Regions from separate parts of the Mus musculus genome. Here regions 2, 3, 4, 5, 6 and 7 are each linked to region 1. A link is a contact called in public HiChIP or PLAC-seq and promoter capture Hi-C data. All regions are on one chromosome and are shown on one strand. Each heading gives the region's core, a stretch centred on a gene start, on an enhancer-like site or on the middle of the called end of the contact. The rest is flanking DNA. Distances are from core to core; before and after follow the strand shown.

What was found. Promoter capture Hi-C pulls out the DNA fragments that hold promoters and counts their contacts. HiChIP or PLAC-seq counts read pairs in DNA pulled down with a chosen protein or histone mark.
Region 2: a contact with region 1 is called in a promoter capture Hi-C map of pre-B cells. The contact joins the promoter of Tex10 here to the promoter of Sec61b in region 1. A contact is called at or near these places in 21 of 39 promoter capture datasets (the 3T3-L1 cell line, 3T3-L1-derived adipocytes, the C10 cell line and 14 more), 9 of 484 Hi-C or Micro-C datasets (CD4 T cells, CD8 T cells, the G1E-ER4 cell line and 5 more), 18 of 115 datasets of contacts at active chromatin or transcription factors (the 230-238 cell line, T-cell acute lymphoblastic leukemia, astrocytes and 13 more) and 3 of 9 other capture datasets (adipose tissue, embryonic stem cells and liver).
Region 3: a contact with region 1 is called in an H3K4me3 HiChIP or PLAC-seq map of neural progenitor cells, with 9 times the contacts expected there. The contact joins the enhancer-like site here to the promoter of Sec61b in region 1. A contact is called at or near these places in 10 of 39 promoter capture datasets (cranial neural crest, embryonic stem cells, frontonasal cranial neural crest and 5 more), 25 of 115 datasets of contacts at active chromatin or transcription factors (the 230-238 cell line, Th17 cells, acute myeloid leukemia and 16 more) and 3 of 9 other capture datasets (embryonic stem cells, liver and macrophages).
Region 4: a contact with region 1 is called in an H3K4me3 HiChIP or PLAC-seq map of embryonic basal ganglia, with 7 times the contacts expected there. The contact joins the enhancer-like site here to the promoter of Sec61b in region 1. A contact is called at or near these places in 7 of 39 promoter capture datasets (the C10 cell line, the HPC-7 cell line, HPC-7-derived erythroid cells and 4 more) and 10 of 115 datasets of contacts at active chromatin or transcription factors (the 230-238 cell line, craniofacial prominence, embryonic basal ganglia and 6 more).
Region 5: a contact with region 1 is called in a promoter capture Hi-C map of pre-B cells, with 4 times the contacts expected there. The contact joins the enhancer-like site here to the promoter of Sec61b in region 1. A contact is called at or near these places in 14 of 39 promoter capture datasets (3T3-L1-derived adipocytes, the C10 cell line, the HPC-7 cell line and 10 more), 15 of 115 datasets of contacts at active chromatin or transcription factors (the 230-238 cell line, astrocytes, bone marrow-derived macrophages and 9 more) and 2 of 9 other capture datasets (adipose tissue and liver).
Region 6: a promoter capture Hi-C map of hematopoietic stem and progenitor cells shows a contact between it and region 1, with 3 times the contacts expected there. The contact joins the enhancer-like site here to the promoter of Sec61b in region 1. A contact is called at or near these places in 11 of 39 promoter capture datasets (the 3T3-L1 cell line, 3T3-L1-derived adipocytes, the C10 cell line and 8 more), 1 of 484 Hi-C or Micro-C datasets (palatal mesenchyme), 13 of 115 datasets of contacts at active chromatin or transcription factors (acute myeloid leukemia, bone marrow-derived macrophages, cardiomyocytes and 8 more) and 2 of 9 other capture datasets (embryonic stem cells and liver).
Region 7: a contact with region 1 is called in an H3K4me3 HiChIP or PLAC-seq map of bone marrow-derived macrophages, with 7 times the contacts expected there. The contact joins the enhancer-like site here to the promoter of Sec61b in region 1. A contact is called at or near these places in 14 of 39 promoter capture datasets (the 3T3-L1 cell line, the C10 cell line, the HPC-7 cell line and 10 more), 9 of 115 datasets of contacts at active chromatin or transcription factors (bone marrow-derived macrophages, differentiating embryonic stem cells, embryonic basal ganglia and 6 more) and 1 of 9 other capture datasets (liver).

What each region holds. Positions count from the first base shown.
Region 1 is chr4:47,472,551-47,476,566 of GRCm38.p6, forward strand. Sec61b (Sec61 beta subunit) reads left to right here and starts at 2,111. Exons shown (of 4, transcript NM_024171.2): 1 at 2,111-2,203; 2 at 2,362-2,459. The coding sequence starts at 2,201. Alg2 (asparagine-linked glycosylation 2 (alpha-1,3-mannosyltransferase)) reads right to left here and starts at 1,817. Exons shown (of 2, transcript NM_019998.3): 1 at 1,389-1,817. The coding sequence starts at 1,736.
Region 2 is chr4:48,471,442-48,475,457 of GRCm38.p6, forward strand. It overlaps Tex10 (testis expressed gene 10), which reads right to left and starts at 2,022. Exons shown (of 15, transcript NM_001355740.1): 1 at 1,825-2,022.
Region 3 is chr4:48,407,552-48,411,567 of GRCm38.p6, forward strand. Invs (inversin) reads left to right here. Exons shown (of 17, transcript NM_010569.4): 12 at 47-259. Among named protein-coding and RNA genes, the nearest start is that of Tex10, 64 kb to the right of the region's middle. Within about 2 kb of position 1,675, at least 9 of the 459 cell types and tissues checked have an H3K27ac peak or open chromatin away from gene starts, as enhancers often do. A contact at or near this core is called in neural progenitor cells, where this site is marked.
Region 4 is chr4:48,333,147-48,337,162 of GRCm38.p6, forward strand. The region is part of intron 3 of Invs (inversin); the gene reads left to right. Among named protein-coding and RNA genes, the nearest start is that of Invs, 55 kb to the left of the region's middle. Within about 2 kb of position 2,120, at least 15 of the 459 cell types and tissues checked have an H3K27ac peak or open chromatin away from gene starts, as enhancers often do. A contact at or near this core is called in embryonic basal ganglia, where this site is marked.
Region 5 is chr4:48,251,417-48,255,432 of GRCm38.p6, forward strand. The region is part of intron 1 of Erp44 (endoplasmic reticulum protein 44); the gene reads right to left. Among named protein-coding and RNA genes, the nearest start is that of Erp44, 26 kb to the right of the region's middle. Within about 2 kb of position 2,070, at least 20 of the 459 cell types and tissues checked have an H3K27ac peak or open chromatin away from gene starts, as enhancers often do. A contact at or near this core is called in pre-B cells, where this site is marked.
Region 6 is chr4:48,147,122-48,151,137 of GRCm38.p6, forward strand. All of the region lies in intron 3 of Stx17 (syntaxin 17), which reads left to right. Among named protein-coding and RNA genes, the nearest start is that of Stx17, 24 kb to the left of the region's middle. Within about 2 kb of position 2,015, at least 5 of the 459 cell types and tissues checked have an H3K27ac peak or open chromatin away from gene starts, as enhancers often do. A contact at or near this core is called in hematopoietic stem and progenitor cells, where this site is marked.
Region 7 is chr4:48,106,845-48,110,860 of GRCm38.p6, forward strand. No RefSeq gene overlaps it. Among named protein-coding and RNA genes, the nearest start is that of Stx17, 16 kb to the right of the region's middle. Within about 2 kb of position 1,992, at least 33 of the 459 cell types and tissues checked have an H3K27ac peak or open chromatin away from gene starts, as enhancers often do. A contact at or near this core is called in bone marrow-derived macrophages, where this site is marked.

The DNA.
Region 1 (4,016 bases), core at 861-3,360:
GAATCCATAGGACCTGGGTAAATGTCTGCATTAACCATGAACATACGGCTTCCTCAGGGTGGTTCAGTGCAACTCAGGATCATAATTAAAGATTCCCTGGAGCAACTGTGGCTATTTCCACATGTCAGCTTAGATAAGAGCACTGGGTAGCCAAGTATAGACCTTGGAAGAATAAGGTGACATCATTGTAAGTAAAGGCTGGAAACTGTTACTGACATTTACAATGACCATGACTATCAGGAGATTCCTCAGAGGACTGTAAGAAGTGAAATAAATGCAGTATTAGGATGTCATATCTAGTGTCACACCTAGGATCACACACACACACACACACACACACACACACAGCAATGTTAGTGTCTTTTAGGGAAGACTGAAATATTTACAGGACAGGGGACTTTCCAGTCACTGAAGAGACTGATGTGGATCTTGAATATCAATAAGCAAGATGTTTCAAATTTTTGCAGAACAAAAGCAAAAAGTCCAACAGCAGGTAAACTGGATCCCAGCTGTGTACATATAAGATGTAGCAGGAAACAGACACATATACTACCAGGGCCACACATCACTTCTGGAAGGATGCAGAAGACACTGTTGACAATGGCTCGCCCTCTCAAGGATGGGGACAGGGAATTTTTACATTATACTTCCTATTTGAACTTTTACTCCTGAGTAAATGTTACTTCTTAATTAAAAAAAAAAAAACACTGAGGACTGAGGGTTGGCTCCAGGAATGTTGGGTATGGCAGTGCACACCTGTCCAAAAGTCTAGCTCAATCTTTCAGTTCCAGGTTCAGTGAGAGAGCCTGACTCCAATGTTCAGGTGAATATTAGCTGACCTCTGGTTTTGATATGCAAGCTCAGACACTTGTATAGACAAAATAACTGGATTTTTCTCCAAAGACCAATGGGGACCCTAATGGGGAAACGATATGTTTAGCTTGACTTTAATCCGTGGCACTGCTAAGTACTGGAATGGCAGTATTAGAAAGACTGGAAGGGTGGGATGGATGGGACCTGAAAGCAGAGACAAAGGAATAACGGAGAAGAAAGAAGAGTAAATTGAGTCACATACAAGGTGTGGCCGGAAGTCGTCTTTTAATGCCAGCAACCACCTGGATCCAATCATTTTAGTCCCAAGGCTAAACATTTAAAATGCAGACACATAAGCCCTACCTCAAGGATCTTCAACGAAAGGAAGGGGGCGGGGGAGAGATGTCCCTGAGATCTGCCATTTTAAAGGGTCTATCCATACTAAAATTGGTGGCCGTTCTCTCCCTGGGGACTCCTGCTGGACAGTTCCTAAAAACCTAGAACAGCGGTCCCTCCCCCCCTCTCGGCGCCGCCCCCCCCCCCCCCCCCCAGCCAAGAATTGGTGGCGGCCTCACCTGGTCGCACACCACCACGTCGAACTCCTCGCCGGAGAGAAACAGCACGTAGAGCGCCAGAAAGACCATGCGCACGTAGGAGCAGATGGCGGCGCCGCGGCCGCCCCAGCCCAGGCTGCGAGGCAGCCAGTCCCCTGCGCATTGCACCGAGAGCTCGCGGGTCTCGATGAAGCAGTGGTTCGGGTCGTAGTGCGCGGTCCATATCTTCACATCACAGCCGTACTCCTGCAGCGCCAGCGCCGCGTCCAGCACTAGGCGCTCGGCTCCGCCTATACCCATGTCTGGGTGCAGAAACAGCACAGATGGGCTGTAAACCCGGGAACGGGCTCGGTACAGGTTTTCGGCCATGGTAGATGAGCCGCGCTTGCGCTCTCCGCGCGAGCTTCTGCAAGCTCCTGCAAGCTCCGCCCCTGGCCCCCTCTGGCTACTGAAAGCCGAGCCAGCGCAACTACGCCTGCGTTAGTTTAGGCCACATCAGCGATAAGCTTGTGGGCGCTAAGAAAATGCCTGACTCAATTTCTCATGTGGACCTGTCCAAAGCTTGCAATTTGGTGATGTTTGACCATATTAAGCACGCTAAATAAATTACATAAAAGAAGCGAAAGGGCTGTACTTTCACACGGCCCAGTTGTTGTCGGCGTAATCTTTACAGGCATATCTCAGGACAGCCCAGTCATCCAAGAGTCTGCGAAGGCCCTGCCAGCCGGCCGGGGGGCGGTGCCAGAGCCTGTATCTACGAGAGTTCTGAGTGCTCGGCAACTTCACGACTTCCCTCTTCCTGCCTCCTGTGCCCACCGTTCTTAGGCATCAGCATGGTGCGCGGTCCCCGCTTCCATGGGGTGCACTAGCCCCTATCTTGGTCTTCCTTTCTGGGACCTCATTGCTCTTCCCAGCTTCTCGGGTGGGTGTGGGGTCGGGGGTGTGAAGAGGATTTGACCCGCGATGTTCACTGTTTGTCTGCTTCCCTCTGCAGCCGGGTCCAACGCCCAGTGGCACCAACGTGGGCTCCTCTGGCCGCTCTCCCAGCAAAGCGGTGGCCGCACGGGCTGCGGGATCCACTGTTCGGCAGAGGTAAGTGGCTGGGGGCTTGCGGGGGACGCCCGGTTATGGCTGGAGGAGGCTAGGTACCCAGGGTTGCATTGCATTGCTGGAAGGAGGAGTTCCAGGATGGAAAGATTAATAGGGGCCGAGTGAGCCCGAGCTGACGTGGCCATCTAGTTAGTTAAAGGCCCTTTAGGAGGGAGGCATGGTTTTCCTCTCCTTGATCAGCTGCACGCACCACTTTAGTTAAAGGTAAATTAGACTAGGATCAGGAATAACTTTAGGAAAAGCGTTGGCATAAAGCTGGTGTGTCTGAGGCTTTACCTTTCAGTCTTCCATATGGAGGTCCCATACACACTCAGTTTAACAAAATGTGTCTTACACAGTCTGTCACCCTGGTTCCCCATCCCAGCTGTGTGTGTGTCTTTCTTTTTAAGTCTATTTTGTGTATGTGTGTGTATTGCACGCACCTGTGTGTGTGTGTGTGTGTGTGTATGTATGTGTGTGTGTGCGCGCGCGCATCTCTTTCTTGCCTGGTGTCCTTGGAGGTCACCTGAAACTGCAGTTATGAATGATTGTGAGCTACCATATGAGTACTGGGGACCGATTTGGGGTTCTCTGCAGGAGCAACAGGTATTCTTAACCTCTCAGCCACTTTTCCAGCTTCAGGGTCTCCTTATTTTTAAATGTCACTGCTTATTTATAGAAATCTAGAAACTCCAGTTATTTATCTTTTTTAATTTGGTGTGTCTTCTCTGTACAGTCATATGCCATATTTCATAGGAAGACCTCACTACTTTTTTTCCTCCATTTCTGTCCCCCCAGTTTAGCCCTCAACTTCTTCTGCTTTGAATTTACACCACTATTCACCCTCCAGTTGCTCTTCCACTTAGGTTCTCTGTAAGTTTCTGGTGGTGCCTGTTAAAAAAGGCTTTCAGAGGGATTCCACGCCTCTCCTTTCTCCCTCCTGTGAGCCAGCAATTCTGAGCTTACTACCATTTCTTTCCTTTTCTTTTCTTTTTTTTTTTTTTTTAGTTAGTTAGTTTCTTTTTAGACATTCCCACACAACCTAGGGTTGAACTCAGATCATCCTTCCTTCACCTCCTATGTGCTAGGATTGTAGTTGTAATAGGATACTACTATTTACATCTGCATGTTCATCTCCTCTGCTTTGACAGAACACCTGCCCAAGCCCTCTTCCTTAGCTCTTGCCTTAAATCATGCCACAAGAAAATGTTGACTGAAGGAATCAGTCAGCCGTATTGTTGTGTTTGTTGAACTACTAGTAAAGGTTTTTGTAGAGAGGAGTAGACTTTGAAAACGCAAAGGAGCGCTTTAAAACCACCCTTAACAATGTGAAGAGGAAGGCTTGAGGATATAGCGGGGAGATAGCTCGGGAATAGAGAGCTTGCTTAGCACGTGTAAGGCCGCAGGCTTGATCACTAGCACAACCAACAAAACACAACACATCAGCAGAAGAGGACGTGAAGGACTTGTTGACTGCAGTATGAAAATCTAAATCTGCAGTCTGAACGAGGTGGCTTGAACATGTGTGCATCAGATTGCAGCTTGGAGGAGGAACTTGTA
Region 2 (4,016 bases), core at 772-3,271, 1.0 Mb after region 1:
CTTTCACATTCTTCAAAAATAATAAATTCTGTCTTCCACTGCACACCCAGTTGAGCACTTCTGGTCTAACAGAATTACCTTAGGTCATAAAGTCATAATGCTACACATGGGAGATTTAAAAGTAAATAAATAAAAGTTTACAGTGCTGATAGAATGAATGGATGAATGAATGAATTCTGCTAAGACAGCATATCCAAATTCATAGATTTATGACCTTAGGACCCCTTAAGTAGAAGTTGCCTACTACACAAGAGGCTAAGAGCTGGCTTTAAAGGGAGCACAGTGCATTTGCCTGTGTCAATACTAGACCTGCAGAAAGACTGCTTGAGCTCAGGCACTTTGAGGAACCTGATCAATACAGCAAAATACCATCTCCATTTAAAAAAAAAAACTATTTCTAGAATCGGTGTGATTCTTATCCAAACATATTTTCTACTGTGGTTATGTATCTATAAGCCAAGGTACAGTTACCAGATTTTACCAGATTAAATAAGTAATTGCCCTGTCCATGCTTACCATACCCAGAGCTGTAAGCTGACAGTTGTTTCAAGCACACATGCATGTGTTAGTCAGCCTCAGGACCAACACCTACCAAACATACAAGCCTCACACACCCAGAAAGCCCCGGGACTCATCCCTTTTAATACAAAGCTGGTTTTTACCTATTAAGCAAGCATACTCTGTAAGTTTTTTCTTACAATTTTATCAGTAGTGTTTCCAGAGATAAAAGAAAACGGTTCACAAGAAAGAAAAATTGACCCTGTGACATCTTGCATTATCCTCTAGGCACTCTTTCACGTGTGATGATGGGTCGGTCGGTCTGTCTCTAGCAATCTACATCAGACCTCATTCTCAGTAAGTTGTGCCGTATCACTTCAAGTACACTCTCATCAGTCTGCTAGGAAAATTATGAGGGCTAATAACTTTTAAATCTCGACAATTATTTACAGAAACATACTGACAATTTTTTTCCCACTAGGAACTTGGTTAAAGTTCCATTAGATGCTGCTATTATTTCCATTTAAAGATTTTCGTAACACTGGAAGTCAAATAGCTCTACTAGACTAGACCACTTTTACAGCAGTAGATAGTACAAGGAAGCTAACTCCAGCCTCGGAGCCTGAGCTCTCACTGGACTTGATCACCTTTTTGGTAAGCTTGAAAACTCACATACACATACACATACACATACACATGCCTGCTGCAGGTCAGTCTTAATGCTAACCTGAGCGGAAGAAAGACTGCAACTTAAGCAGACTCCCAAGTAGTTTGCCCTGCGGCCAGCCCATTACCTTTCCTCCTTATTTCCAACTATTCCCGCTCTCCAAAAGAAAGGAAGAAATCAAGGAGAGAAAGTAAGCATTGCAGCAGTTGGCCTACGGTGATTCTCTCCAACCCTTCGCGTCTCCAAAGTTCCCCAAATTCGAGGGGGCAGAAAGAGAGGGTCCTCCGTCAAGGGGAGGGGGAGGAGGGCAGCGATCAGATCCGCCCGCCCGTTTTCGAGCTCGCACACCAAAAATGGAAACTCCGTTTGTCTTTTTTTTTTTTTTTCCCAAAGAAAAACCATGGTTCCTATACCTCAGTGGACGTCGAGTGGAGTCTCTGGCCCGACCCCCACACGCCGGCCTAACACCCGCCGAGCCTCCGAATCGGACCGCGGCCGCTTGAGGCGTTTCGGAAGCCCCTCGGCCGGCTCTCACGCTCGGGGTGGGGGGACAGCTAGGACCCCGGCCGCCCTACCCGCCGCCACAGTCCGTCCCTCCGCCTGGGCCTCGCGTGTCCGCGCCCCAGAAGAGCCGTGCAGGACAGACAGACGCCGCTCACCTGAGAGCCCGGACGGACCCGGAACGCGGAGACGCGGCGGAGAGCGAGCGACCGTCAAGCCCCGCAGGAGCACGCCGTGAACCGCCGGCCGCAGGCTTTCCGCTCGCTCCCAGAGCGTGTTTTCAAATCGCCTCGTCCTCACGCGGACGCGTCTCCTTCCGCCGCCCGGAAGTGGGGGCCCTCCCTCGCCGCGCTCACGTGACCGCAGGTCGCAATCGCGCGCAGCCGGAGGGCGGGTCCAGATTTGCACGCCACGCCCCCTCTAAGAGGGGCTGCGCCGGAAGCTGGAGGAAAGAGAGGAGGGTCTAGGGTCCAGCAAGCCGAGTCAGGTCTTCCAGCATCCTTGGCTTGGAGGATGTTGGCTGGTTACAGCTTGAAAGGCGGTCTTCTCCCCCCAAGGACTTCAGTTCTTCAAACCTGGAGCTAGAGAAAAGTATAAACTGAGCTTAATTGAGGAAGGAAAAAGTTTCGGACAGCAAAGATAGCATTTCTGGGAAGGGTAACCTGGACTAAAGGCAAATAGACAAATGCTAAGAGGTTACAAACTATACCTTGTGGCAGAGTCCCGGAAACCTAGGACAGGGTTTTCCCCAATTCAACATTTTCAGCATATAATTAACTTCTACTAATCAAAGTAAGTGGATTTAGAGAAATTTGAGACATTAAAATGCCTACAAAGAAGATGTGAAGAAAGAAATCTTGAAAACAAAACCATCTAAAGATTGACTTAGCCACATATAAGGAAAAGCATACAGATAGAGTGTCAGCCTAGAGTCAAATTTGTCTTTGCAGCTTCCTACATATAAGAACTAGAAAAGCCTAATACCTTATATTGAGGTTCAATATACGAAGTAGGGATAAAACGATAATAACTAAATTCAGGAGACCCAAGCATCAGAATTAAGGTCACACCTCCTCTGTGTTAATGAATAAAGAATAAAGCCAAAAAGCCACCACACAGACAACCTCCCCTCCCCCACCGCACCTGCCTTGGGAGTTGATGACATTATATGTAAAACTATAAAATAAAAAAAAAATTATAAAGGCTTATGCCACCTAGATATGCCCCCTAAACTCCAAAATGCTACCAGCTTATTCAGAACTTCTCCCTTCAGCTTTGCAATGTATATCTATCTCAGTATCAACAAGGACTAAAAGATAACTCTGCACATCCATTCTGAAATATTTTCCTACAACCTCTTCACCTTAAATAGCATCCCATCCTGCCAGTTACTCAAGCCAAACCTTAAAAGCTGGCATCTTTCTGAGACCATGTGGCTTCTAACCCAGGAGAAAAACCAGCTGGCTCTGACTTCCACTATTAATCACCATCTCCCTGGCTACCTTCAAGGTCCACATCACCCCGATCAGAGGAAAGAGCCGGGAACACATTTCTCTCCATCTTAGACCCCATACAGTCTAACATTTGCAGAGCAGTTCTCGGAATATTTTTTTATATATGGCAAAGCATGTCACTATAAAACTCTTCGGTGGTTCCCCATGTCACTTACCCCCCCAAATCTAGAGTCCTTCTGATGGCCTCAAATCCTACCATATTGGAACAGTCCTTTGCAGTCCTCTGAGCACTGTTTTGCTATGTTCCCTTTTCTCTCTGTTCCTGTGACCTTCACTTCTTTGCTCTCCTTAAATACAAGAGACGTGTACCCCTTTATCTTTCTAGTTAGACCTTTTCTTTATATTCCTATCTGCCTGAAGTACACAACCCAGTAAATCCACTGGACAAATTTCCCTCACTTGAATTTGCTCAAACATCTTCTACCTTCAAGGTATGCCTATCCTGGTGGCCTGAATTAAAAATCATAACATATTGTCCTACATATAGACATTTCCTTCCTCTGCTCAACATTTTTCTTTCTTAGGGTGTACCACCTTCTAATGTACTGTATAATTTACATACCGCTTACTACCTGTCCCCCTCACTCACCACTAAAATATATGTTTCATGTTGCACCTCTGTTTGGTTCAGTCTATATCCTAAATACCTAAAATAGTGTATGGAGCATAGTAGGCCCACAATAAATATCAACAAAACACATGCTATTTGGTAATGTTCAGCCATAGTTCTTTTGTTTCCTATTTTGGTGTAGAACAGAGATTATAGACTCAGAGAAAAGCAGGCCTGGTGGCTTTGTGTGTGGCTAATATAAATATTAATGGTGTGGGAAAAAAAA
Region 3 (4,016 bases), core at 425-2,924, 930 kb after region 1:
GCCTTGAATCACAATCCATTCCAAATCAGTCTTCCTTTAACCTTAGGTACACACCCCTTGATTATGCATTGCTTGGTGAGCGCCATGAGGTGATCCAGTTCATGCTGGAACATGGTGCCCTGTCCATCGCAGCTATACAAGACATCGCTGCCTTCAAAATCCAAGCAGTCTACAAAGGATACAAGGTCAGAAAAGCCTTCCGAGACCGGAAGAACCTCCTCATGAAGCACGAACAGCTGAGGAAAGACGCTGCAGCCAAGTAAGTGTGAGCCACCGAGATCGCTCGCTCTAAGCTGAGAAGGGAAGCTGGGTGGGCGTGGGAGGGAGGGGCCAGAGCTCGGAATGGACCAACGCTGTCACCTTCTTGCTCTGCCCTCTATCTTAAGAGGACTTAAGGAAGGACGACCCAGCAACGAGTAGGCTACCAATAGAGAACTCATCTTCTTGCCCCTCCTGGCATGTGGGCAAGTAAGTGTGTGTGTGTGTGTGTGTGTGTGTGTGTGTGTGTGTGTGTGTGTCTGTGTGTGTCTGTGTGTGTCTGTGTGTCTGTGTGTGTGTCTGTGTGTGCGTGCTCATGCGCTGATTGACAGGTGTGTAATGTAGCATGTGCAGTCTCTCCTCCCCACCCCTAGACTCCTTATGTAGAATAGGTAGGCCTTGAACTCACAGAGAACCGCCTGCCTCTGCCTCGGGTGTGCCCGTGCTGCTTGTTTTTTAACATAAGCCGCACAATAATGGATTGAGACGGCAGTACAGCAGGGGCACCCTAACAATAGAGCAAGGGAACGCTACAAGCAGTGCGCTCGCATTCCCTCTCAAAATCGCCTGTGCACTGTTTTCAAACCTTTCATCTGAAGAAAGCCCTTTTTGACAGATCTGAATTTTTGGCATTTCTGCTCCTGTACTTCAGAGGCATTGTTAAGTGTGAAGGTTGTTTGAACACAGCACTATCGCGCCACAGCTGTGATCCTCAAAATGACATTGCTCTGAATGGCACAACATTTAAAACTGGTTATTCCTAGAGTTTTCTATTTACTATTTTAGACCCAGGTTCACAATGGGAAACAGAAACTAAAGAAAATACAAGTGTACCATGGGCTGCTGTATTTCCTCCTGCTGATGGTTCCATATACCTCAGCTAATGTCAGAATCCTTCAGAATCCAGTCAGCTCTCCAGAGGCCCCGTGGCTGACATTGTAAGGGACATATTCTGCATCATTGGTACAGACGGGAGATGAACTCTTTCCTGTCCCTGGGTTCCCAGCAGAGTGAGAGGAGTAGGAGAGTAGGAAGACTGGATGCACAGCCAGCCTGTGAGATTTACTGTGATGGCCTGATCAAAGACAGTGTCCTCTCTGGGAGACTGCCTGATCTGGGGGCACTCTCCAGGTCTGTGGAGACCCAAGTCTGCACCGGAAGCCCCTTTGTCTCCCAAAGGGACCACAAGTTTGGATGAACGTACTGTTGAGTTAGTGCAGAGCTGGAGACTGAGAACTGACTTGTGCCATGTCCTGTACTTGTCACAGGATGGGGCTGCACCATCCGCACCCTGAAGCAGCATTGTGCTTTCCAGCGCTATCTTTTCCTAACTCGTATTTCAGTATCCTGTGCCAGGGGCTGGAAACAGCAAGGAGATTTAGAGAACGCCAGACCAACCTCCCTCCTTGTTATTCCAGTGAGGTCCTCCACAAAAGAAGAAAGCGCCTCTTTGTTTTTAGTGTTAGCTTCTGAAGCTAACATTTGGGAACTCTTAAATGGCAGCTGGGCTTGCTTGTGATCATACTGCAACTTAAACTTGGAAAGCTGCAGCTCCTCCTGCTCTTCCTCATGCACAGACAGACAGACAGACAGACAGCCCTTTACTGTGCCAGTGCTGAAAGTAGAGTCCAAAGTTTCCAGCCCTCGCCTCCCTCACTCATCCTTTGTAAACCCCACCTCCGCACTCATCACTGTATAGACCCACCTCCGCACTCATCACTGTATAGACCCACCTCCGCACTCATCACTGTATAGACCCACCTCCGCACTCATCACTGTATAGACCCACCTCCGCACTCATCACTGTATAGACCCACCTCCGCACTCATCACTAAGTAGACCCCAGGTGAAGCTCTTGGAGACTGCTCTCAATTGTCTCACTTAACTCTCGGATGTTATTGCTTAAAGACCTAGTCATTGTTTAATTTGTCTTCAAGATTTTGCTTTAAGAACTAAACCCCAGAATTCTGCTGCTGCATCTTTGATGAAGGTGTGCCAGGCACGTGGCATTATCTCAATGTCCTTTTCTCATTTAACCATGTTTGGACATCAGGAATCACCTTTGTAAAGTAAGCAATTGAAAGGGACCCATTAAACATGACGGAAAGTGATCTCTAATTCCTGTTGGAGAAGTTGGGAGAAACAAGATTAGATATATTTTCTAAGAGATATTTTTTAAAGTCCTATTTAAGAAATACCCATACTTACTTAAAAGCACTCTATAGCTCTTAGGCACTGCTTCTATTGCAGCCAGAATAAGCACAGTGTAATTTACCTGCCAGAGCACAGAGTGGAGGTCAGGCTTCGGCAGAACTTGTTTATGTCAATCGCTTGTCTTCCTGGGAGCCTCCCGTTTACAGGATTTTACTTCATTCTCATCTCTCTTGCTCTTCCTTCCTCTGTCTTGGGAATTACACCATCTCCACAGTGAGCTCACCCCTACTCTTCAGACCTCTACAGGTGCTATCTTATTTCCTACTGGAAGTGTACCCAGTCTTAAAAATTAAACTAGAGCCAGCACACAGGTGCACGTTGAGTTCCAACTCCTTTGGAGGGATGCAGAAGGGCCACATGAATTCAGGGCTGTTGCCCTAGCCCTCGACCCCTCTGGGCGGTCCTTGTGGATAGGAAATAAGATGGGGAGTCAACAGCACAGACTCTGGGAGTCAGGTGAGTTTGCAGAAGCAGACTAATTTTCGTGGGATTGGGGTGTGCCTTTATACCCTCCACCTGTGCCCCACTGGTCCATGACATCTTTCTCCCTGTGGCTGGCATCATCTGATTAGCTGGCCAGGTCATGTGCTCTGTTGTCATTTGTCTCCATGTGCCAGGCAGATCTTAAGGTTGTAAGATGTGTGTGCCATTATGGGCCGCCAGTCAAGATGCGCTGACTCATTCCTCCTACACAGGGCTTCAAGACCTGTCAAAGCAACATAGCTAGAGACCCTGACTCAAAAAAATTTTTTATTATTACTTTTAATTAGGTCATCTCTCTAGAAAACCTCTTACTCAATCTCCCACCATAACCTATTGGAACTCTGATCCCTATGTCTTCAGCTGCCCCCCCTGTGCATTTGTACTTTACCAACCTATGGTCAGATGCCAACACATTGGACCACGGGAACACCACATCTATATTCTTAAATCCCAGTATTGTCTCCAGGTCTCTTCTTGTCTGGACACCCACACAACTTCAGACTTGATAGTCAGCCATCTCAAATTTTCTGTCCTTCCTTACTGACCCCACTGAGAGACCTGTTCTTCCTTCTGGCTAGTATGAGACTGAGATAGCCTTGTAAACTTACACAAGTAAGCCCAGGCTGGCTGCCCAGTTCAAGCTGAAGTCCTCTCTATAAGGAGTTCTGTGTCCCCAAATCAAATGATGGGGAATTTGGTCTTTCCAAAGAAAGCACATTCCATCAGTGGAGGTTTCTGACACTGCTTCTCTTTTTTGTTAAGTCATGCTTAATTACATGTATGTGTGTGTGCCTGTGTCTGAATGTGTGCATGTGAGTGCAAGTGCCTATGGAGACCAGAGAGGCCTAGGATCCCCGGAGGTTTGGAGTTAACAGGCAGTTGTAAGGCTGCCTGGTTGGATGCTGGGAGCCAAACTCAGGTCCTCTAAAGAGCAGGACATGCTTTTAGCTGCTGACCCATCTCTCTAGCCCAAGAGGGGTTTTCCTTGGATCTACTCCTGAAAGCCAAAGACAGAAGTCGGCGTATTTTCTCACAAACCAACTCTGAGGGGTGCTCATGAG
Region 4 (4,016 bases), core at 870-3,369, 860 kb after region 1:
GCTCCAACCTTATTGCATGCATGTCACTTTTGCATCCATTGGCATATCTTGCCACACTGGTTATTCTTCTAGTTCATAGGGTCACAGCTTGGTAAGTCTGTTGATGACTTTTCTCCTCTGACAGCCTACATAACACCTTAGTACTATGAAAGCTAGCCAGCAGGAAGGATGTTTCCTGGTCAGTACCAACTTGATTTCATGTCCTGGACCAAATATGGGGTATCTTCACCAGTAAGTTCTTACCACAAAATTCCAACCAAGAGCAAAAAGAGGAGCAATGGGATGGGAGGTTTAAGCATTTTTAAAAGAACTACTACCAGGAATTCAGCTTAGTTAACGTATATTGAGTTCCCATTTCCTGCTTGCCTGTATAAGACAGAAATCTACCAATAAATCTCATTAGCACTACATTCTAGTTTTATATAGAATTCAGCCACCTTTTCTAATATTTTAAATTTCTTGATTTTTATTTCATGTGCATTGGTGTTTTGCCTGCAGGTATGTATTTGTGGGGGTGTTGAAGCCTCTGGAACTGGAGTTACAGACAGTTGTCAACTGAGATATGAGTGTTGGGAATTGAACCCAGAAGCTCTGGAAAAGCAGCCAGTGCTCTTAACCACTGAGCCATCTCTCCAACCCAGCACATTTTTCAGCATAGCATTTCTACCACTTTTCATTCTAGCTATTATGCTGTGCTGCAGTGTTACAGCTTTCTCTTTACGTTGATTATGATAAACTCTTAACTGGTCTCTTGGTTTCTGCTCTAGCTCCTTCAAACTGTGGCCAGTAAATCACCCAGAGCAATCCTTTATAAGCTAAGTCAAGTCATTCCTCTGTGTCTTGCCCTATGAGAGACACCCATCTTGGAGCAAAAGTCCAGGTACAACTGTTCCTCCATATCTGTGGGTTGTGAATCTTTAGATGCTCTCAAACGTGAGGAGAGAAATTGCATGAAAATGTAAAGATTTTTTCTTATCCCAATTCTCCATAAATAAGTAAAACAACTTTAAAATTTAAAGTGTAATAGCTGTTGTAAATAATCTAGAGATGATTTCAAGTATATGTAGGCTATCTACTAATATTATAGAATTTAGCATAACAGACTTGAGTATCTGTGGATCTCAGTGTCTGCTGGTGTCCTGGAGCCAATCCCATGGAAACCACTGTTATTTCTATTGCCCGTAAATCCTAACATGTTAGGAATTCTGTTGTTTCCATGACCTTGTTCTCTCCTTAAGCCAGTATGACTTTGGTGTTTCCTCTAACGGTCAAGGACAATTCTAGCATTTGCTGTCTGTCTAGCAGCTACGCTGGTCCTATAGGGATCTTCGTGCTAAACTCAGTCATTCTCGTTAGTTTTTTTTTTACAGAGGTCTCTTTGCCAATAAACCTGCCATATCCTATCTAATAGCCCTCTTCACCTCAATTGTTCTTGTTATTCTCCCACCTTAGGTTTACCTCGGCACTGAACACTACCTAAACTAAAATTTGGTCTGTTTACTTCCCGTGTGTATGCTCTTCTCCTTCCATTGGATTGTAGCAAGTGCCCGTGAACTTATGGAGTACGTTGTACTCACTACTTCATCTTGTTGACTAGAACAAGTATACAGTTGATACTGAAACATATTTGTTGAATGAATAAATAATACTTCCACAGTTGCAGCTTTATTATTTTCCCCAGTAGTTTAGCATCTTTACATTATACACATATTTTCCATAAAATATATAATGGCATTCTAGTTGTCTAATAACACAACATTTCCTAACGAAGTGAGGTCTCTGCTTTGCTAGCTGGATTTTCTCATACAAACCTCCATCCCCACCCCAGTGACTCCTGATTGTTCTTCATAGAATACTTCCTCTCTTGAGACCACAAATTTCTTTTTCTTTGCTCTCTGCCACCCTATGCTTTCCTGGTTAGATAGCCACAGACTGTCCCTTTGTGCTGCCTTTCCCTGGGAAGTGAATCAGTGCAGCCTAGTGGCAAGCAGAGGACTGAACATTTGCATCTTCAGAATGTTTGTATTGACAAATGGCAGTCAGTTATTGACATTTATGTCCCTTGGTGATACTTCAATTGGCTTATCTTTGCTGGTCAAATGCCTTAATTGTTCTGGCCTTTAATTCAGTCAAAGTCAGAGCTAGAGCAGAGGGGAAGGGGAAGGAGCCAGTCTAACAGGGCATCAAGCTTGAGCAGGGAGGCTGCTGGCAACGATCAGCCTGTCATAATGTTATGATTTGTTCATTTTTATACCATTTATTAGCCTTTACTTGTTGTGCCATTTGGCCTCCAGGGCAGATAAAGTGCTGTCTAATTTGGTAGGTTTGCTTCTGTCAGAGCAGCCTCGACAGGGAAGGTGTTAGCCGCAGTGACAAATAATCAATAGCCGTCCTTGTCATGAGGAACGGGAGCAGTCGGGCCTTTCATCTAGAGGATTAGAGGTCTAATTGGATTGAGAATAGGGAGGGTGGGCTGTTGGGTAACCCTGTCAGCCTTGTGAAGCTGTCAAATGTCAGCCCTATTCACGGTGAAGGGAATAAGGAACCATGTGCTCTCAGAATTGAGGAGGAAGGCATGTAAAAGCCCTTTATACAAAGGAATAGATACTGAAGTTGACTTCGCTAGCTTGTCCTCTCTTTTTATTTAATTAGGGATCTCTTTGGATAATAAATCTGAATAACCCAGATGATATTTTAAACCTGGATGCATAACAATGCATGCACATCACTAAATAAATCTAGGTTGGATCTTTTTGTTTTGGACAGTGTTAGACTGTAAACCATTTAAAATGGGACTTTATAAATTGTCATCTCATGGCCAGTATTAACAAATGATGGGCATTTTTACATTAATATTAGGACAATGAGACATTAAAAGGATAGATGAGTTAATAATAAAACAAGTTATTTTTATCTATAGTCATTTAGAAATGTGAAACTTCATGAAGCAAGGACTTTCATTTATTCCTACATGAGACACCCTAAAGAATTGGGACTCAGGAATGGGCTAAATTGCTTCTTCAAAGGAATGCCAGATTTTTTTTCTTTCCTTAGAAAAGTAGAACACACCAACAGTACTGGATTTGACATACCAGTGATATCATATGTAATTCAAGGTCTTCTTTTATACACATATATCTTAATGTGTCTTCAAGATACTCTCAAGGAGAAAGAATGAATAGTTTAATATCTACAGATTGTTGAATAATAAGCAGAAAGCATGGAGATGTTGGACAAGCAACAGACAATAATAGACAATAATAGAGAGCAATGAGTGGACTGAAAAATTTATTGAAGGGTTAGATTTAAAACTTAAAGATCTAAAGGGAGAATATTTACTGCTAACTGACCACTACCCTTCTGATCACCCAATTCAAATACCTACCATATATACATATATAACCATCTCATGAATCTTCTTTCCCTAATGTTTATCATCTAGAACAATGGCAAAAAGTTTGAACCACTGGAAGTCAGAAACTTATATGTACAGTGTCATTTACCTATAGCAGTAACCTGCACACTACAACACATTTATTTCTGCACTGCTTACAATAGCCAGGTCATAGACTTCAACATATGTGCCCATCACTGGATGATGGCTGAACAAACTGCGATATAAACACAGACACAGACACACACAGACACACACACATTATTCAGGCATGAAGAATTGGATGTTTTCTCTCATGTGAAATGTGGGTGATAGAGAATGAAAGTAAAGCCGGGCAGTGGTGGTGGACGCCTTTAATCCCAGCACTTGGGAGGCAAAGGCAGGAGGATTTCTGAGTTCAAGGCCAGCCTGGTCTACAAAGTGAGTTCCAGGATAGCCAGGGCTACACAGAGAAACTCTGTCTCGAAAAACCAAAAAAAAAAAAAAAAAAAAAAAAAAAAAAAAAAAAAAAATCAAAGTAAATGGAGTAGCAGGGATATGGATGGGGAAAGTGGAGGATGAGGGCAATAGGAAAGGATTACAGGTCATCATTGTGATCAGAGGACATTATATTTACATATAT
Region 5 (4,016 bases), core at 820-3,319, 780 kb after region 1:
TGTATGCAATGGTGTCAGCTTTTGGAAGCTGATTATGGGATGGATCCCTGCATATGGCAATCACTAGATGGTCCATCCTTTCGTCACAGCTCCAAATTTTGTCTCTGTAACTCCTTCCATGGGTGTTTTGTTCCCATTTCTAAGAAGGGGCAAAGTGTCCACACTTTGGTCTTCGTTCTTCTTGAATTTCATGCGTTTAGCAAATTGTATCTTATATCTTGGGTATCCTAAGTTTCTGGGCTAATATCCACTTATCAGTGAGTACATATTGTGCAAGTTCCTTTGTGATTGGGTTACCTCACTCAGGATGATGCCCTCCAGGTCCATCCATTTGCCTAGGAATTTCATAAATTCATTTTTTTTAATAGATGAGTAGTACTCCATTGTGTAAATGTACCACATTTTCTGTATCCATTCCTCTTTTGAGGGGCATCTGGGTTCTTTCCAGCTTCTGGCTATTATAAATAAGGCTGCTATGAACATAGTGGAGCATGTGTCCTTCTTACCGGTTGGGACATCTTCTGGATATATGCCCAGGAGAGGTATTGCCTATTTCTATTAATACTGAAAATTACAGTGAGTGTTGGAGATGAGACATGGGATTAAAGAGGTAAAGGAGAACAGTCTACAAATATTTTAGCAAGTTTGAGGAGAAAATGGTTAAAACTACTTATTTGACAGAGAAACACTACACTTAGTGGAAATCTGGAGACTTAAATCTGCCCTGCCCATAATCCCATTAGCTCCTCTGCATCTCAGCCCAACAGCTGCCCTGATCCCCCAGAAATATCTTTCAGTTCCCTTCACATGCTTTGGCATGGTTTCCAGATGTTCCAGCACACAGACGACCCAATAAAATATACCGCAGAGTATGATGACTCCAGTTAATAATAATATACTTGAAAACTAATAAGTAATTAGATTACAAATATTCACATCACAAAAATATGGTCTATAAGGTGATGGATATTAGCTTGATTTAATAATTTTATTATATAGATATATATCAAAACATTGCAGTGTAAACTGTAAACACATATCATCTCTATACCTTAATGAAGCTGAAGGAGAATAAACAGGATCATCAGTAAATTATTTCCAAAACCACAACAGCTACTTCACACTAGTCAGTTAAAAAAAAAGAAACCCAACAGCTACATTAGCCATCTGTAAGGTAAGAGAAAATGGTATGGTAGTTTTGGGGTCCAGAGCTAATAAAATATTATTCAGAAGTAGTTATCAAATATCCTTTCTGTTAGAGAGAATCACATTCATGGATGCGTTTTTTTAGGCTTTAAGTGGCTCACTAGAACATCTTATAACCAGTGGGTTAAGAAAACAAGAAGCATTTCTGATGCATGTATTTGTTTAAAGCCCAACATGTTAGAACCTTACTGTTCAGTGTGGCCCTTGCCCTTGAAGCGTTGCTATCACCTGAGACTCTGTGAGCTTTCAGCCCAGGCCTAAGGAATACAAACCTTCATATTTAATATGATGATTTAATAATAATAGATGATTCCTATGCACACTGAAGCTTACAATGCACTGCTTTAGAGAGGATTTACTCTAGTGACAAGCATATAAAGTCACTTAAAACTACAAAATTTATGGTCCTCAAATATGAAGATAATCAAGTTTGTGATAATTTTACAGTGACATGTAGATTGCTTGACTTTAAAAAATGGAAACTGTAATTTTGTTTGAAATGTACATTTTATTTTTGTAAAGTAGCCTTTTCCTTAAAAAATGTGCAAAGAATTTCTATATAAAATCACTAGCATAAACAGCTTGAAAGGAAAATGTTTTCTTCCCTGTGGCATTGCTGCTGTTAGTGGGCATTCTGTCCATCAAAGCATTCTGTAGTAATAGCTTAGAGTATTTTTCTTAGCTTTCAGTTGCTTGTCTTTTTGTATGAGATTCTCCTATAGGAAAAAATAAGTGATGTATCAAGCAATTGCTCTTCTCCATTTGTAATCCATTCTGACAGACAGCCTACCACCTCAAGTCCCAAAGCTGCTTCTTATCCCTGGAGGCCACTTCTCTGCCTGTAATGTCAGCACACTCTTACTTTCAGTTTTGCATTAAGCTGGTGGACAACAAAAGCATAATAGGTGTGCAGTTGGCTGTAAGGAGCTAGATGTTGAAAGGCCCCTGGAGAAAAGAAGCTGGAGCTGATGAAAACTTAGTGCCTTGAAGTTGGATACCAATCAAGGCACATCTCACAGTTTGTATTCTCAAGAGCAATATAATGAACTAGTAGAAGTTCAAAGAGAAAGGAAAACAGGACAAAGTGTCTAAGCCTGAGAAGCTATTTTGAACTCTAAACTTGCTCAGTTGTTTTCTTGTAGTATGGAAGAAACCTACTTTGGTACCATCAGAAGCAATATGCATTTATGAACAAGCATCAGAACAATAGAAGCATTTTTCATCAACTGAAAACACATGCAGACATTAGGAAAGGTAGGTTCTTTAATTCCCTTTCCCCTTCCAACATACCCAAACTGAGAGATCAGTAAAATGATCTCTAATCTCAAACTATGACAGTAAAACAGACATGGGCAAATACAAAGAAATAAAAGTTGCTATACTTTATACTTTTTGCTATTGTTTGATCATACATGGATTTCCAATAAAAACTGATGTTCTGTTATTTGTCTTCAGTATGTCTAAATATGGAATGAACTAAATTACAGGGAATGTTCTTAGTATAAAAGGATTTTCATGGCTGGAAATAAGATCCTTAATGTGTGGAAAGGATTACTTTCTGAAAAATCACATTTGCTCTTCTAGAACCCAAACTTTGAGCAACTAACAAAGACTAGGAATTTGGAGAAAAGTCAAGACCACAACTTCATTCTTTTCCTATACACACCCTGGAACCTGGAGATAGCAGTGGTGATAGGAGATAATGTTCAATGTATGGTGGCCTCCCAATTACTATACAGCACTGTTCCTTCGAGTTATAGTCTTGAAAAATATTTGCACATATATGCCAAAAGAAAATTATGACTGTTCTTTGAGTCACACTGTATTTTCCACTCAACATGCCTGATTTAAAAAAAAAAAAAAGTTCCCATAAAAGTGTTTCAGTTTGGATCTTATATGATCCCCAAAGGCCATAAAGGTTTGTTGGACAGCCTGTAGCTCCACTGGGAGGTAGAAGAACTTCACACAAGGATGTGATGGAAAGAAGTTAGGTCAAGGAGTCTGAGAGTATTGGCCCCTCCCATATCTTTTGTTACTCAGCCACCATGATGAGCTCAACAATATACACTGCTGCTGAAGGCAAGAAAGCCAACCAATTAGAGACTAAAACATCTGAAACAGGGAGCCAAAAGAAATCTGTTTGACACAATTCAATAAGACGTACAACGTGTACTACAAACCCTATGACTCTATTATCACATGGACCTAAGTATTAATCCACTTCTTATCAAACTTGGGTTTTCATAACATATCAATAAATATTACACTGTAAAACTGTGCCCTTAGCTTTCTAAGAAGTCCTTTTCTTCCTGCCCTGCATTCTATCTTGTTAAGTAAATGAGTCCCAGGTTTTTTACTGCTCATATTTCGTTTTTTTTATCACATTCCTTTTATAGATATGTATGTTTTCAGAAAAGACAAGTTAAATTTTACTTTATGCTTTAACATAAAAAGTTACACTAGATCAGTTAAATTTGTTATGGTCACTGACACGATAGGCACGTTTAGTTTTATTTCTGCCATTTTTCTTTAATTTTATTGTTTTAAAAATGACTTTCCAAAGCAAACTAGGTTTTTGTTTTGAAAGGTAGTTTGACACCCAGGAAGCGTTAGTTCTCTTAGAACAGTGATCATGATAATGAGATCTTCTACTCCTCCATACATGTATGTCCCTCTGCACATGCTTTCATATGCATTAGTATCCACATACTTTCCAAGGATGTTTACTGGATGGAGGGTGAAGTCCACAACTCATCATACTATGGCCTCAATTAAACTTCTTTCTTTCTTTTTCAATAATGCGCTACTTG
Region 6 (4,016 bases), core at 765-3,264, 670 kb after region 1:
GTATGTCTGCACACTGTATGCATACTGTCCTCTTAGATGCCAGAAGTTGGACCCCCTGCAGCTGGAGTTAAAGAGTTGTGAGCCGCCCTGTGGGTGCTGAGAACTGAGAACTGCAAGAGTATAAAGTGCTCTTATTCTCTGAGCCATTTCTTCAGCCCTAGGTGTGATGGTTTTTAATGTAGCTGTACTGAGGCTGTGCTGCAGCCAGGCACTTCTGTCACATCAGCCCTTTGTCAGGTTGCTGTGGTGAGAACATTCACAGTCCTCTAGCTGTTTGCACACATACTCCGAAGTGCGGTTAAGTGTAGTTCTCCTGATGCACGGTAGCACCAGAACCCACTCCTGCAGAACTGTGGTTTTGTGCATACTGAACAACCTCGCAACCCTTTCGTCTTCACCTCTCCAGATTCTGGTAACAATTATTGTATGCTGAGCATCTGTGAGAGCAGCCATTTTAGATTCTGATATAAATGAGATCATCTGGCATTGTTCCTTCTGTGCCTGGCATAGTGTCCTCCAGGTTCATCCACATTATTGCAAAGGAAAGATTTTTGTTATTTTTTTTCTTGGATGAATAGTTTTCAATTGTATGTATGTGTATCTACCACCAGATTTTCATTACCTGCTTACCACTAGTGAACACTTAAGTCAGTTTTGTTGTTGTTGTTGTTGTTGTTTTTCTCCCCCTTCGCTCAGGGTCCCACTTGCTCCAGGCATGTGGTTACTGGGATTTGAACTCATGGCCTCTGGAAGAGCAGTCAGTGCTCTTAAACCACAGAACCATCTCACCAGGCCTTAAGTCTGCTTTGTATTTTGGCTATGCAAGCAATGCTGTGATACTCATGGAAATAAAGATAAAAGCTGCTTTGATAATGACTTTATTTCCTTTGGATGCATGCTTCAAAGTGGGACTGCTGGATCATAGGGCGATCATTTTTGTCTGTGGGAACCTCCATACCATTTTTCATAATGGCTACACTAATTTAGAATCCCACACAAAGAATGTCTAATAGTTCTCCTTTCTCTACATCCTTATTAGCATTTGTTATTTTTTAAGGTAGATTTTCTTAAGTAAATAAATATCTAGTATAGTTGATGGTTACACTTGCCATGAGGAAAAGTAAAGCCACTTACAGGGATCAAAAATCCTAGTGATGACCTTTTATATCAGCAGTGCTTGTGGATAGCAGTGTAGGGAAGCCATGAAGCAACTGCAGGCATAAACTGGTAATAGAATTCTCCAGGCATGGGGAAAATGTGATGTGAAGACTGTGGTGGGAGGATGTTTGGCATGTCCACCAGGTGCTAAGGAAGTCGTGTGGCTTGTGTGAGTAAGGAGGATGCAGGAGATGAAGTCAGATTCCAGCTGGGTCAAACCATAGGAGGCCCTGTAGGAGACAGGAACTCAGAGCTGGGAGGAAAGCTCTGGAAGGTTCTGAGCATATAGTGGCCTGAGACAACCTAAAGACACCTCTTGTGAATTATAACAATGAAAGTCTAGAATGGGCATGGATAGGCATAGATGAAGAAGACAGCTAGTGTAACCATTGAAATACTGTTTGTTAGACAAGTTTCTGTGTGGCTTCTACTGGTGAGAAGTGACCAGATGTCTGCTCACTGATACAGAGAACAATCGACCAAAGAAGTGGTGCCACTAACATCTAACTTAGTGGACCAGTGAGCTTATTACTAAGTTACTTACAGGAGTATGGACGAGTTGAAGGCCGCTGCATCCCTAAAAACAATCCACTTCAACTTGGGCCACAACCTACAGAAGATGAATCCCTGGAGTTCCCTGACCGTAAGGCACCATGATAGTCAGAGAAGCCCGTCTATCCAGCAGTAGACCTTGTAGGAAGGACCTTGTAGCTCTTCTCAGTTTCAAGAACTTCCGCAGACCTGTGAGTTGTTTACTTCCTGAGCCTTTTAGTTCTGTTAACTTCCTGTTAACAAGCCTCTTTCCAGGACAGAGTATTTTAATTTGGGAGACATTGTACAACATCAGTGCAGGTACACACCATACCCCTTCCCCACATCAGTTACTCCAGGGGCCTAATGGGGCCTGACTGTTGTTAGCTGCTATCTTTGTAACTCTACTAGACGATTCTTACCCGCAGTGTAATAGAAGAAGGAGCTGCTTGATAGCAACACTAACATGGAGCATGTTTAGAAAAAAATTATACATGCATGTCCTTTAAACACATAGAAACATTTAAAATTGTAAGGTATTATAACAAACACCATGCGTTTACCACACATCTATGCCAGTTCCTCATATTTGTCACAGTTCCTTCCTTTTCCTGTCTCAAGGAAGCTGTTAGTTCTAGTAAAGCTCAGTGCGCCTTCCTCCATCCCACTTCCCATCCCCCACTGCATCTGAATGAAATCTTTGCCTGACTTAGGTATAACTGAATATAAGCAATTAGTTTTATATTTCACTGCCTCTTTCTCAAATAATTTTCTTGTTGTATTAACTGCAATACCATAGAGTATACATATTTAAAGTATCTAATCTTTATGTTTTTCCTGTGTCTGTTAATGATAAAGCTATCCCCATAATCAGGGACATGCATACTTGATCACTCCAAACAGCTTCTCTCTGCGCTCTGAAGCCCTGCGCCCTCATGGTCTCTCTCTGCCACATCCTTCTGTTCTCTTACCTGGCCCACTAACTGGTTTTCTACTGCTACCCATTAGAGGATATAGTTCTTAGAATTTTATATAACCTATACAGTATATGATAACATAATCATACAACATAAAATCCAGTTTCTTTCACTCTGTGTGTGAATATTGTGAAGTTTATCCCTCTTGTTCTATGTATCCATATTTAATTTCTTTTTATTATTGAATAGCATTGTATTCTATGAATATAGCATAGTTTATCTGTTCACCTGTTAGTGGCCATTTGGTTTGTTTATTGCTTTGTCTGTTATAAATAAAGCTGCTGGGGACATTGTGGTATGGGCAGAGGGTTTACTTTATTTGGCTAAATAACCTAGGGACAAAATAATGGCACAGTTACTACTTAACTTTTAAAGAAACTGCCTGTTTCTCAAAACACTTGTTCTATTTTATTCCCACCTAGTTTTCATGTCCTTATAGACAATTTATCAGGTTGGTATTTTTAATTTTAGCTACCTTAGAATGTTGGTAATCTGTCTTATAACTTTATTCATTTGCTCAAAGAATAGTTAATAATTTGCTTTTTTGTCTGTTTTTGCTTTGAGTCAGGGCCTGGCTGTGTTGCTGGTGATGGTCTCTAATTCCTGTTCCTCCTACCTTACCCTCCCTAGTGCTGAGGTACAGCCTACGCCTCTACACCCAGCTGTTTCCACATCCAGCTGTTTCTACTCCAGCTGAGGTGGCTCTTCTTCAGTTGTATTGTCTTCTTTCTTGGCTTGCTAGCTATATCCGCCATTTTAGTAGTTGAACTAGAGCTTATTGTATTCATCTATTGCTATTACACAACTTTGCATGTTTATGAAACTTAGGCAGTCCAGGTGTTGGTGCCTTCGTCTTGAATCCCAGCACTCAGGAGGCAGAGACAGGTGGATATTTGCTTGGTCTACAGAGTGAGTTCCAGGTCAGCCAAGGCTGCACAGAGAAACCCTGTCTCAAGCAACACACAAACAAACAAAACAAAGAACCTTCAGCACACTTGCACTTCTGCCTCCTTATGCTGCTGCTTTCTTGTACTTCAGTTCACTCTTATCTCTCTGTGCCCCTAGAATACTTGGTTCCACTTAAGGTGGTGTAAAATGCTGTGGAGTGCCCATGTACTTCCATTTCGGATGTGCCTACAGTAAATGCCTTTGTGTGGATCCATCTTTTTGTGTTCCATCTTTCCTTTTCCTTTAAGGATTTTATCGTGCTTGGCGTGCAGTTCTAACTGGAGGAAACCTTTTACTTCTACTCTTTTTTTTTTTTTTTTTGATAGAACCGTCACAATGTGTAGACATATACAGCCTCTTTCCCCTCTGTGCTTGGAAGACAGTGACTGTCCTCTCACGTGG
Region 7 (4,016 bases), core at 742-3,241, 630 kb after region 1:
TGAGAGAAGCAGAGAAACCATGCTTGATTAATGGTGAGAGTTCTGGGATGCCGGAAGTCAAACTCAAGAATCGAACGGGTGGAAAGGGCTCAAACTGTTTGAGGGAGATGCTACCCATGGCAAGGAACTTACATCAAAGGAATAGAGGAGCTGAAATTTGAGCTACTTTATTTCCTCACAATTTGTGGGTAACACACCAAAAAGAAGACAATGTCCATGGCTGTGTCTACCTAAAAGTTACATTAAAACTTCAGTGGGATAAACCAACACTTTATTATATTCAGTTTGTGCACCAGAAGTTTGAACCTCACCGCAGGGATGACTCACTTCTGCTCTCTGATGGCTGAGACTCAGCCGTGAAGGCATGAAGGCTGGGGCTGAATAGGGGGCTCAATGGCTTGGATCATATCAGCTGGAGGGCTGTCTATGGTTGATCCTGGCTTGGTGGGGACCTCGTTGAGTTTGTTGGCTGGAAGAAATACAAGTGACCTCTCGATAAGATGCCCCTGCGTGAGCTAATTTAAATCTCTTTGTAGCTGTTCCATGGCCATGTTCTAAAAGAATTTCATAACAGACAAGCAGAACAGTTATTTCTCATCTGACCTCGAAAGTCACATAACATCCTCCAAAGTCATGGCCCATTAAGACATCATGAGAGGGAACACAGATTCCACTTTTCCATGGAAGGAGAGTCAGTCACATTGTAAGAAGAGCAGATTTTGTGAGGATAATCCTTTTGGTCAACTGTGGAAATTCAATCTTCCTCAGATGAATGATATTATTACTGAACCTTTGTCTTATCTGGACCTTGGGGAATTCTTTTCACATCCCTCAACAGCTAAAATAAATGCAGAGTCATAGAAGTCCTGCTCTGTTTGCGAGCCTAATAGCACAGCATTTCTTTGGAAGATCAGTTGGGATGGGTTAGGGGTGTACACCTATAATCCTATCACTCAAGAAGCTGAAGCAGGAGAATCATAAATTCTAGACCGGACTGGACTAAACAGCAAGATCCTGTCTCAATATCAACAACAACAAAATTAGACTAGGGAAATTAATCTGGGTGATAGGTAAGGGGAAAAAATTCCCAACAGATAGATTGGAATAGGTACAAACCATGTTGGGAATTTGAGAAACAATGGAAGCAGACCCTGCTTCCAGGAACCATGGAGGCAGGATGGAGAACAGAGAGAAGTAAGACAAACCAATGAAGTCCACACAAGAAAACAAGTTTCCACGATGAATAACCAATCCTAATTATGGGATAATGAATTTTTTTCCCACTGAAGGAGATTATTGACTGAGACAAAATATTTGTTGTGAGTGTGTACAAACATGGAGTGTTCTGACATACTTGACTGTGCCGGCTCAAATGGGGGAGAATATGGTTCGTAGACCCTGGTGATGCTGATATCTCAAAATCATATGATGATTTCCATTAATGCCTGTTATAAAGGTGTTATAATGGGTTTACCACATTCATTGTTTATTATGTTAAGCTAGTTTTTTTTTTTAAAGAATGGGTAATTTTCTTTTATTTATTTATTTATTAATATGTAAGTACACTGTAGCTGACTTCAGACACTCCAGAAAAGGGCGTCAGATCTCGTTACGGATGGTTGTGAGCCACCATATGGTTGTTAGGATTTGAACTCATGACCTTTGGAAGAGCAGCCAGTGCTCTTACCTGCTGAGCCATCTCACCAGCCCACCAGTTTTTTTTTTTTTTTTTTTTTGATGTTCTGTCTTTTATTTATATACTAAGTATCCATTGTCTTCATTTTATGTTGTCTCGGGACCTAGAGTCTTCTGAGTTTGTCAAACTATTTTGCCATCAACTCTTGGAACATTCTAGCACCAGGTGGCAGCAAAATCTGAGAGCTGAGATAAAATCCTTGGCAGGGAAGTAAACACCCAATGAGAATCTACTTCAGCCTTTAGGATGGTCAATAGGGAACTGAAAATCTATTACTTCCTTATTGCCTTTGTTTATGTTCAGCTATTTTTCTCTCCTCACCCCCACCTCCCAACCCCATTTCCTTTTCTACCCCTCTCACTCTCCTGTTCCTCGTGCCCCATCTCATTTAGTGATGCAGTTTTCTAAGCTGTGTATAAACCCACATCTCCCCTCACCCTGCTCCAACCCCTTACACTCTTGTAGACAGAGAGAAAAAGCTAAGTAGCCCTGTGCACTCTGCTGAAAACTAGGTACGCAAGAGCAAGGACTGAGATAGCTAGGTTCAGAGAGGGAGCAGCATAAGCCAAATTGGAATCTTAAGAAGATCTAAGATCTAAAGAAATAAGTACTAGGCTCTGTCCAAATAGAATCTGAAGCGAAGTAAGGTCGAGTGCTGTAGAAACACCAATTCCACAAAACCGGAAGCCCAACCACATTCAGGCAGCAGCAAACAAAGAAGAGTTGTAAAGCAAGAACTCTTGAGAAAACTGACAGTGATGTATCAATACATGAAGCCATGGTGCTCGGGTTATTGTGAGTCAGCGTATAGACAGAGAAGCAGTTACACTCACGTTGTTTGTACACACTCACAACAAATATTTTGTCTCAGTCAATAATCTCCTTCAGTGGGAAAAAAATTCATTATCCCATAATTAGGATTGGTTATTCATCGTGGAAGCTTGTTTTCTTGTGTGGACTTCATTGGTTTGTTTTACTTCTCCGTTCTACCCAGAATGACCAACTGACAGAGTGCTAGGAACCTTGGCTGGCTTTCCCCTGCACTTGTTGGGTGATCCACAGTGGCTGTCTGTGAGTCTGAGGCAGCTCCTGGGTCAGATGGGAGTACAAAAGCTAATGGAGCCTTGCCTGCAGACACGGCGGTGATTCGAATGGCAGGTCCAATTTGCTCGTACTTGAAAAGCTCTGCCTTAGTTCACTTCAGATTCTATCTGGACAGAGCCTAGTACTTAAGCTGTCAACCTGGATAGAGATGCATACTTTTTAAATACAAAATCATTTTAAGGTCCATCAAATGGATTTTTTAAGTTGGGGAATAACTCAAAATTGCCAAGCAACTTCATTTTCAGGTGCATTCTTAATCACGACATGGCTCCAAATAGGATTTTTTCAATAATTATGTTTTGCAAGCATCTTTAAAAATTGGTATAGAAGCATTTAGGCGCTTTTCAATCCTTTTCCCTGGTTGTTTTAAAAGGTCCAGGATTCAGTCTTTGGAACATGTATCAAACTCTCAAATTAGAAGCCACAGTTTCAAGAATCCCTAAGAGGTCTGGAGAGGGGTCTATTGTGATCTCTCTTTATTCCAGAAGCTTTCTACACAGCTGCATATTTCATTGTGTCGCGTAAAAATGGATTTTCGTGTCATACACTTAGAGCGGAAACAACGGTCTTTGTTCTGAGCAGAATTTCAGAAGAGTCACAGGTGTCAGCAGGTAGGAGGAGTCCAGGTTTTGCTCTTAGAAAGAGAAGGCACACTGTGGTCAGTAACTGCTTCTTAGGGATTACTGTTAATGACTGGCCTCACAAACCAAAAGGTGGACAGGTCTTCACCAAGTAGGAGTTTATGGACACCTAGCCCAGTGATGTAGTCAGAGTAACTGGGGAGAAGGGTTTGGAGTCTCTAAAGAGGCCTTGAAGGAGGCCTGGCATGATTCCAGAGTCTATACCATAGGAACCAGATTTACTGACATAAGACACCGCCCTACTTGCTGTGATACGCACTAGTAGGTTCTGATACACAAAACAGGAAGCACATCTGTTGTTCATGTGAGTGGCACTTGGATCCTCTGATAAAGAAAGTTTTCATCTATGGACAGAGCTACACAGAAAACCAATTATTACCAGAAGTCTGCTGCACATAAGCATACACTGAGCGCAAGGAGAGCCAGCAGCACATAAGTCTTTAATAGCTTTGTCTCTGATCCAGCTCCATGTGCTTGTCTCCATAAGGAACAAGACAGATTAAAGCCCTCTTTTGTTTCCTTATCTGGGCTTGAGTTAATGGAGTTTTCTGATTCTGGTGTTTTAGACTCAATTT